Regions from separate parts of the Mus musculus genome. Here region 2 is linked to region 1. The links are chromatin contacts, called in public HiChIP or PLAC-seq maps. All regions are on one chromosome and are shown on one strand. Each heading gives the region's core, a stretch centred on a gene start, on an enhancer-like site or on the middle of the called end of the contact. The rest is flanking DNA. Distances are from core to core; before and after follow the strand shown.

What was found. HiChIP or PLAC-seq counts read pairs in DNA pulled down with a chosen protein or histone mark.
Region 2: a contact with region 1 is called in an H3K27ac HiChIP or PLAC-seq map of the HPC-7 cell line, with 6 times the contacts expected there. The contact joins two enhancer-like sites. A contact is called at or near these places in 1 of 15 datasets of contacts at CTCF or cohesin (the G1E-ER4 cell line), 9 of 484 Hi-C or Micro-C datasets (the G1E-ER4 cell line, the HPC-7 cell line, cerebral cortex and 5 more) and 3 of 115 datasets of contacts at active chromatin or transcription factors (the HPC-7 cell line, embryonic stem cells and intestinal villus epithelium).

The regions. Positions count from the first base shown.
Region 1 is chr2:68,975,964-68,980,486 of GRCm38.p6, forward strand. All of the region lies in intron 3 of Cers6 (ceramide synthase 6), which reads left to right. Among named protein-coding and RNA genes, the nearest start is that of Gm52515, 10 kb to the left of the region's middle. Within about 2 kb of position 2,383, at least 58 of the 459 cell types and tissues checked have an H3K27ac peak or open chromatin away from gene starts, as enhancers often do. A contact at or near this core is called in the G1E-ER4 cell line and the HPC-7 cell line, where this site is marked.
Region 2 is chr2:69,040,317-69,044,839 of GRCm38.p6, forward strand. The region is part of intron 4 of Cers6 (ceramide synthase 6); the gene reads left to right. Among named protein-coding and RNA genes, the nearest start is that of Gm52515, 74 kb to the left of the region's middle. Within about 2 kb of position 2,220, at least 40 of the 459 cell types and tissues checked have an H3K27ac peak or open chromatin away from gene starts, as enhancers often do. A contact at or near this core is called in the G1E-ER4 cell line and the HPC-7 cell line, where this site is marked.

The DNA of each region.
Region 1 (4,523 bases), core at 1,133-3,632:
TTCAAGGCTGTGGCTTTCCTGCTGCCTCTTGCCCAAAGATAGTTACCGTTATCAGATTGCAACAATGGAACAGAACAAACAAACCAAAACCAACTTGTGCTTTTCTGGAAGCAGTTTGGGAAAGTAAGCTTCAGTTATGATGTTTATGAGGTTGGAGTGAACACTATAACATTACTTAAAGAATTTGAACTGAGACCTTTCCATTCGGACCTAAAGAGGCACAGCGTGGTGATAATTCGATAATATTATTAGCATCTGTTGTCATTAAAAGTTCCTTTCCCTAGATTTGGGCAAAGTCCTGCTCGAAGGGACGTATTTCCGATTATAGTCACGAGTGCAACACGAAGATAGCCATCTCCACTTTTTAAAAGTGGACAGACTTTGGACAGTATGTTCACACTGTTGTGTAGTCAGCCACATGGTCCATCTCCAGAGTTCCAGAACACTTTATCCTGAAGAACTTAAACTCTGCCCATTGGGCCTGACTCCTGGTTTCCTATTCTCAGTGCCACCCTTCTTTCTGTCTCTGTGGCTGTTCAAGGTGCCTGCTATAAGCAGAAGCATGTAGTATTTATCTCCAGGATAAGTATGTGGATAAGGACTTTATTCTAAACCAAGCATTTTACTTAATTTGTCAGCGGATTAGAAGGAGCAAGTTATCCCCGTTTGAAGGAAGGGAAGACAGGAAGAGGAGGTGGGGTTACCGGTTGGCAGTGGAGGAGCTGGGGTTTGAGTAGGTCTGGTCCTGGGTGCTGTTTTTGCCCCTCATCACACAGTAGTGGCAGCAAATTGAAACGTGAAAAGATGCTCATGCCACAGGCAAACTGGAATGCAATTTAAAAAGGGTTCATGCCTTCTGGTTTGTTCTAACACTTCCCCCACCTCACTTAATTTATTATACATCTTTCTAGGTCGAGGCGTATAGGAAGATGTACCTCATTCTGATTAATGACTCCATGTTTTGGAAATCTAATTTGTTAACCACCTCTTCTTTCCTAACAGTAGGGAAGAAAGCTTCAAGGGACATTTTTGTATGTGTACATTTGACTTGTTTTGTTTTTTTCAGGATAATGTTTAAATGGAATTTCTGGTTAAAGGGTACACATTTTCTGTTTGGTCTTGGAGCTAAAAGCTGACACACAACCCTCCAGTCAAGACCTTGCCAGAGGAAACCCCATGTGCTCAGTAATCAAGCCTGGCTCTGGATCATCAGTGATCAGATCATTAGAAAGCCCTAGAGAGGTTTCAGCTGGGCATGGCTGGCCTCAAGAGCCCAAATAATCAGCCAAATGTTTAACCCGCCACATCTGGCCAAATGGCCAAGAACTTGAGTGTTGCGATGTCTTTTCTCTGGCCAAGGAGAGGAAGTCGTGGCAGTGAAAATGAAGAGAGTTCTTTTGTATGAAGGCTATGATTTAATTTGTTATTTTTGACATTATTAGCTTGGTTCAATTACTAATTTTAATACACTTTTATAAGTAATATTAATAGAGAAAAATTATAAAAATGGAATATGATTTAAACTAGCAGATGTAATATATACATATGAATAATTATGTATTAATGCATAGACATATTGCACATGTATATAATTCCAGTATATGTTAGAAATACGTTGTTCCTTTAAATGCAGACCACTTGGTGGTAATGTTTTAAAGTGAAATTGCAATAAGTACAAATTTGAGAAGGTAAAATAGAAAAACGGAAGAATATTTTGGTGTAGTTAAAACATTTTCGGTGTAAGATTCTACCATTTTTACCACAGTTCTGGAGTCTCAGTGCATATACTCTGCTTGACTGTATTTGAAAGTTTCGTGTTAGTAGTGGATGCTAGATTAAGCTTCCTATATCCATTAATTTTTTTGTTTCTAATTTTCATAATGCCTCACTTGGTCCTCGTGTTCGAGGCATGGAAATCAAGACTTAGAGAATCTGAGAAACTTATCCCCAAACAAGGGACGTGTATAACCATGAGGAGCGATCATGATCGAGTGATGATCCTGATCATCCACGCTCCCCCCTGGATGCCTCTTGCTGCTTTCTGGACGTGGCTGCTGCATGCTAGTGGCCACCTCTTAACATGAGAGTTTAGCCATACAGTCGTGCAAGCATCTTACCCTTGGTGGGCTCTGGTGAAGGCCCGTGAAACCGGCAGTTATCACACCTCATGGGCAGTGTTATTAATTTGCCAAAACATTCATTGAGAAAAATGTGGTTTCCACAGTAGACCTTTCCCAGCTGACGCTTAAATAGTATCATTTTAACTACAAGCTATTAAAGTGTCCTCAGTCAAAGATTTGCTTTCCCTGGAAACGGCGTCCCCTGGTTTAATTTCATCGTTACAAAGATGGATGAGAGCAGATTCTAGAGACCTTTTGCAAGTTTGGAATGCGTGAATGATGAAAGTTACAACAAAGGAGTGGCAGTCCCCTGGAGCTTTTAGACAAGGCTGCCGTGGGTGGAGAAATAAACATACTTTATGAACAAACAGGTTCTGCACACAGAGGCCCTAAGGCTGGGATTTAAATGTTGAAAGAAGGGTATCCGATGAGAAAATATCAAGATTAAGGTATTAAAACTTACAAAAGGAAAGCTACCAGTTCTTGACGGCCTTAAACTAGGTGTCACAAAATATATGGCAGTTCTGGTAAGTTTCGATTCAGGAGGGGGAAGATACGAGAATAAAATCGATGTCCTAAGTTACCACTGAGTATTTTATTGGGTTCTAGCTTTACAAAGGCCATGGCCCTCAAACGAACAGTGTTAGTACGAGGGGGATGTGGTGGAGGAAGTGTCACTTCAGATAGGCCAGGAAAGAAATGTTCTCACCAGCAGAATGCGGAACATAGGTAGGGAGTATATTACTGCCGAGGTCAGAGCACAGAGGGCAGAGAGGCCCTCCATCAGGACAGTGTGAGAAAGCCTGTTGTTGGGTGGAGTTCAGACATGGGGAAGAGAGAACTGGTTAGAAAGCCGACCAAGCTGCGTAGAGCTCTGAATCTTGTAACAGAAGCTTAATCAGGATGCAGTGTTTGTGGTAGAGCGTGGGAGCAGGATTTGATGGCGTGACACTTCACGGTCAGCCTGATTGCAGCGTGCAGCATGAAAGTGTGGTTTGAGGCTGGTGTCTGCAGAAACGTTGCAGGTGAAATGTTGGCTACAGTAGGGTGGAGGCATTTCAGGCATGCTAGAGTTCTTTGTTCATGACCCCTTCTTTTTTTTTTTTTTTAAAGCAGAGTGGAGTAGATGCTCCTTAGCTTTGTGCTACTAGGAGTAGAAGGGTATTATGACAAAAATGTGTTTCTTGAACAGCTTCAGGAAACTTGGGGTATCATGTGTACTTGTTCCTATTGAGGCTTTAGCAAATGAAGAGAGAGTAGTGTAAGTCAATCCCTATCTATTATCTTATTGTTCTGAAAGCCAGAAGGTCTGCTTTCACTGGGATAAGCTCAGGGTGTCCGTGGGTTACACTGCTTCTGTGGCCAGAGGGTTCTAGCTGCTATAGGCTGCCAGCACTCCTTGTTTTTTTTTTTTTTTTTTTAATCATTGTTTTCTTTTTTTTCCATTTTTTATTAGGTATATAGCTCATTTACATTTCCAATGCTATACCAAAAGTCCCCCATACCCACCCACCCCCCCTCCCCTACCCACCCACTCCCCCTTTTTGGCCCTGGCGTTCCCCTGTACTGGGGCTTTATTGATACTCTTCTGCTAAGGCCCACATTTAGGCAACTACTGAGATGTCTAAAACCTTTGGGTCTATTTCTCCTCTCCTCTCTAAAACCTTTGGGTCTATTTCTCCTCTCCTCTCCCCTCCCCTCCCTTCCCCCTCCCCCTCCTCTTCCCCCTCCCCTCTCCCTCCCCTCCCCCTCCCCTCTCCCTCCTCCCCCCCTCCCCTCTCCTCTCCTGACTCCAACTTTCTGGCCTTCCTGCCTTCTCTTCAGTGACCCCTGTGATTATATTGGGCCCACCAAGAATATCCAAGATACTCCCTCACCTCAAAGATCATAGCAGCCATGTAAGGTTACCCACTGCCCCCTGTTTTTAAAACAGCATCTCTCATTGGCCTAGAACTCACCAAGGAGACTGGGTGGGCAGCCCAGTTAGCTCCAGGGATCTGCCTAGCTCTAGTGTGTTAACTGCATACCACCATGTCCAGCCGTTGTTTTCTGAGTTCTGCAGAGCGAACTCAAGGGTAGGAGGTGAGCATTTATCACCTGAGGCATCTATTCCCTTGTACTCTCTCCTTTCATCATCCAATCGTGTTCTTACAAGCCCCACTGAGTGAAGTTCAGGCTTGTCTATTCAGTGCGAGGATGAAGAAGTAAGGTATTAAAGCTAATAGAAGAATAAAAGCTACAGAAGAGTCAAAGGACAACAGAGGGTGACAGAAATGTGTTTCTTCCGTATGTTTATGCAAATAAGCAAGACATGACAGCACAACTTTTTTTTTCCTGTCCGTTTGTCAACAATCCTGTGTTTTAAAAGTTAAAAACAGACATGATATGCAGAAAGCATTTTTA
Region 2 (4,523 bases), core at 970-3,469, 64 kb after region 1:
TCCAAACTTATGCGTGGTGGCCAGCAGTAGTCAGTGCCACTCTGCAACGGCACATGTGGCTTCCCACATTGTCTGGTCTGTTTATCCCTGCTGCTGCTTCTAAACATGGAGCTGAGGAGTGCAGCTGGATTTTTGTTGGTCATTGCCTAGAGAAATGTCCATCAGCACTGATGGAGGTGACCCGGCCTGCTGATTCTTGAGCACAGCCAGCACGCCACCCTGTGACTTTTAGTGTATTGGAGGCTTTCAGTTGAACTGAGGCAGAAAACCTGAGGTCTCCTGGCAGAAAGGAATGCCCCTCACATTTTCTCATCTTTATTTCTCTGATAAAACCTTCACAGAGGTCCTGTGACCTCCAGAGAGGGCCTGTGACCTCAGGGCCAGGGCCAGGGCCAGGGCCAGTCTAGAGAATCTTCTACTTTTGTGTGCTTGGAAGATTTTCAGATTATTTTCAGAATTGATTGCAAAATGTGCTGAAGGCACATGCAAGACCAGATCTGGAAGACTGGGATCCCCTTTAAAGTCTGATCAATATGAAAAGCATATGCTGTCCCAGAATCAAGTCTAAATTACATCTTCACATCACAAGAACTTTCAAAGCTAATACAGATACCGTGAGCTTCCAGGGAGAGCTACCACTTTGCTGTGTAGATTTATAATGGTGCATCTCCAGGCCTGGGAAAGAAAGGACAGGATACTTCTTACATTCTGCTTAGTGTTCCAGGCTACTCACCACTGACAAGCAGAGTCTTTATAATGAAAGACAATTAAATACAGTTTATTTGCACCTTTTTTGAAATATGAAAATGTATCTTTTCATTGTTTTGAATTGTAATAAACTCCAGATTTGTTCTCCTAAACTGATATGACTTATAATAAAGTATACAACTGAGTGTGTATGAAGATTTTCAGTATTTATATAATGTAGATGTTAAACATCATACACACACACATATACATACATACATACATACATACATACATATGAAAGGTGATGCTAAATAGTAAGTTCAATGGGTATGACAGAGTGTCAGGGTTAGATGTCAATTTCCCAATGCTAAGGTGAGATGTCACAGAGGGTGACCCCCTTTGCGGTGTCAAGAAAACATGCTAAGCTTTCACAGAAAGAAAACACAGTATTATGGGACTTACCGATTGAATTCAGTGTGAACAAAGAGAGATTTTTCTAGTATAAGTTCACTGCCAATGTGGAAGCCTGTTTTTTTATAGTAAGGTTGAAATGTTGCTTGATAGGAGTTTTTTCAGGGTAGTTTCAGCAAAAGCAGTTTTGTAAAAGGATTGTGTGTGTATGTGTGTGTGTGTGTATACACATACAAACACAACATTACTAATACACATTAACTTAACTCAGGGATTAATTACTATCTTAGAATTCCCATACATAATCCAAAAAGCCACACATTTATTGTTTTATCTGTACAAATGACAGTGTATTTAGGCTGTCTTTCTTCAGCCATGTGAGAGCCAGGAGAGTTTTGTTGGTTTTTCCTTTTGAGACAGGGTCTCACTATGGAGCTCTGACTGTCCTGGAATTCACTATGTGGATCAGGCTAGCTGAGGACTCAGGTCCCCCTGCCTCTGCCACTGAAGTTCTGGGATCAAAGATGTGTACCACTATGCCTGACAGAAGGGAGTTTTGATGGAGATCGGAAACTGAAATTTTGTCTCTAAAATACTAACTTTAAGTATAAACCACTTACCTTTCACATCTTTGATAAAACAACACAAAAACTCATGTTCTCTTTTTAATTTTGAAAGAAACTTCTATTCCCTGAGCTTTGGTACTTGCTACTTCTTTTAAATGTATGTACGTATATTTAAATGCATATACATGATTATATTTTTATTTAATCTTTAAGCCTGGTAAACTATATACTACTTATAGAGTTTCTCTGATTGTTTAATACTTCTTCTCTCTTTAGCCTAAACTGCCACAATTATTTCAGATGGTAAAGCAGTCAGACCTTAACTATTTTTATGTTAGATTCATGATGGGGTCTCTATATGAGAGATGATACCAAGAAACATGACATTATTTACTCTTTAAATAAAAGTTAAAAAAATAATTATCACTCATGTCTTTGTATATGGTCTCTATACAAATGAAGGCTTCAGGCTAAGCCCCAGCAGTGTCCAAGGCTCTGTCCTGCCACTGAGATTGGGTTTGTTGGGGGTGAACAGATCCATAGACGCCTCCTCTGGGCCTCTGTATAATTATTGATGGATGGGCTTGCTGTTCAGTTGGTGTCTGTGAGCAGATGTGCATAATGTAATGAAAAATCCCATTGTACTTTGTGGTTTAGATTGAGGGTGTTAAAGGTAGTTTTTCATCTTCTACAATGCAACCTTAGTCTTAATAAGATACTTTGTAAGTCAGCTGAAAATGAAATCTGTTGGTTTGTAATTTAGTAGCTGGTAAGCATCATTTGGGAAGTGTGGTCTTATAATGCTGTGTTAGCTTAGACTGTTGTAACAAAATACAGCGGCTGGCTGAAATGTAGTCCTCTCTGCCCTGGAGGCAGCAAGCTCCTAATGAATGTCTGGCAGGCAGTACTGTCTGGTGAGGGCCCACTTCCCTCAGCAGACCATCTGCAGATGGCCACCTTTTACTGAATTCTCCACATGCTCTCTGTTCTGAGCATGTGCGTGGAGAGGAAGGAAGCTATAGAAAGGATCTGCCTCTGATGCAGTGACGTTGGGTCTTAAATTATCAGCATATCAGCTCAGGATAACACAAATCACTCCGTGGTAAACGTTTAGAAATTAAAAAGAATAGTGTTAATTCACTAGCTGTTGACCAATACGAACATGGGGTGACACAGTAAGGCCAAGTATCTCACTGGTGAGTGAGAACATGGGGCCCTCCGTGTAAAAGGCCTGGGGAATTTCTGTAGATTAAACAGCATTTGAGAGGTCTTTTCAGTGTAATAGCACTCAGAGTTATTAGGTAATAACCACATACACAAAAACGTGGAATACATTCTGCATGTCTGCCCAGTGCTATAATTGCTCATTCTTTATACCTGGGGGTGGGGGGAGAGGACCTGGGGGGGGGAGGACAGTGCAAGAGCCTGGGTAGCTCTTGCAGCTCACTCTACTGACTAGCTAGGTACCTCTGGGTTCATTACTGTACCCCACCAAAGTAGGCTCTGGAATGACACTTTCATGCGTTTGGGGGTGTGTATGTGTATCACAGTAGCTCAGATAGGATGGACATGATAGGAGTTGTCTTATACAGACAATCTGAAAGTAAGCCAGTCTTAACAGGACACCCATCTCAAAGCCAAAGGTGGCACTCATTGTCTCCCTCCAGTGGCCATGAAGGAGTGTGACAGACTTGCTTCCCAGTCACTGTTAGGAGAAGCATCCCAAAGTAACTCACTCTGCTCACAGCCCTACTGCTGGAGGCTAGCTATACAGGGGCTATTTTAAAAGAGGTTGGGTGAGAGCCACTGCCTCCAGCAAAGAGTCCCTGCTGCAAATGGTTATTAGAGCCATTTCAGCTCATCTGTGCTGAACTGTAAAGTAATAATGAGTTGTTTAGAATCAGCCATTTTACAGCCTATACTACGTTACCACTAAGTATGGGTCATGGTCTAATGGTGCGATGTTCACTTGGGAGCCTCAGAAATGCAGAGTTCCCTTCCACCCCCAGTCAGACGTACTGAGTCACAATCTGTGTTTTAGCAATTTGATGAGCTTGCCAGGTCCTTTGCAAATCTTTTAAGGCAGGCACCTGCTAGCTGTATTACATTGATTACTGACAAGTTGTACATGGATTAAATGAGATAATGTGTTCAAGTTACCTTAAGTCTGTCCCGAGCTTAGTAGCGTTATTTACACAGTCAGGTGTGAAGCAGGAAGAGGCTGCTCCCGAGCTTCCAAAACAGTAAAAATTGAGACTTACTGAACTTCTCAGATTTTTGACCTATTAAAAATAATATTTTATTTATTCTTTGAAAATATCATATATTAATATAGTGTATTTTGATCATATCTGTCACTGTTATGTTTTATAAAAAGATAAGGAGAGAAGAAATATGTTTTGTGGATGTGTAGTCAGGTTTGGGGGAAGGGGGTGCCTCTGCAGGCCCAAACTGAGGTATCCCTTCCCCCTGAGGGACCAGCCACAAGAGGGTATAGCATAGAATAGAGTTTATTCAAGGCACAGGGTGGGTAGTACAGACAGAGAAAGGCGGAGAGAGGGAGTAGAGGCTGGCCATGAGCACATGGAGAGGGGGCGGGGAGAGGAATGGGAGAGAGGACAGAGGGAGAGCAAGAAGGCAAGAGAGGAGGGGCAAGCAGCCCCTCTTATAGTGAGTCAGGCACACCTGGCTGTTGCCAGGTAACTGTGACGTAGAGCCTAGACAAAATGCTAACAGTCACTACCTCCCCCCAAACTCCCCCTAGTTGTTTCCCACAGTCTTATTCCTTACTTTATGTGTTTTTAAATTTTTATTACATGAGTATTCTATGTCATTCATTTTCTCTCCATTTCCTTC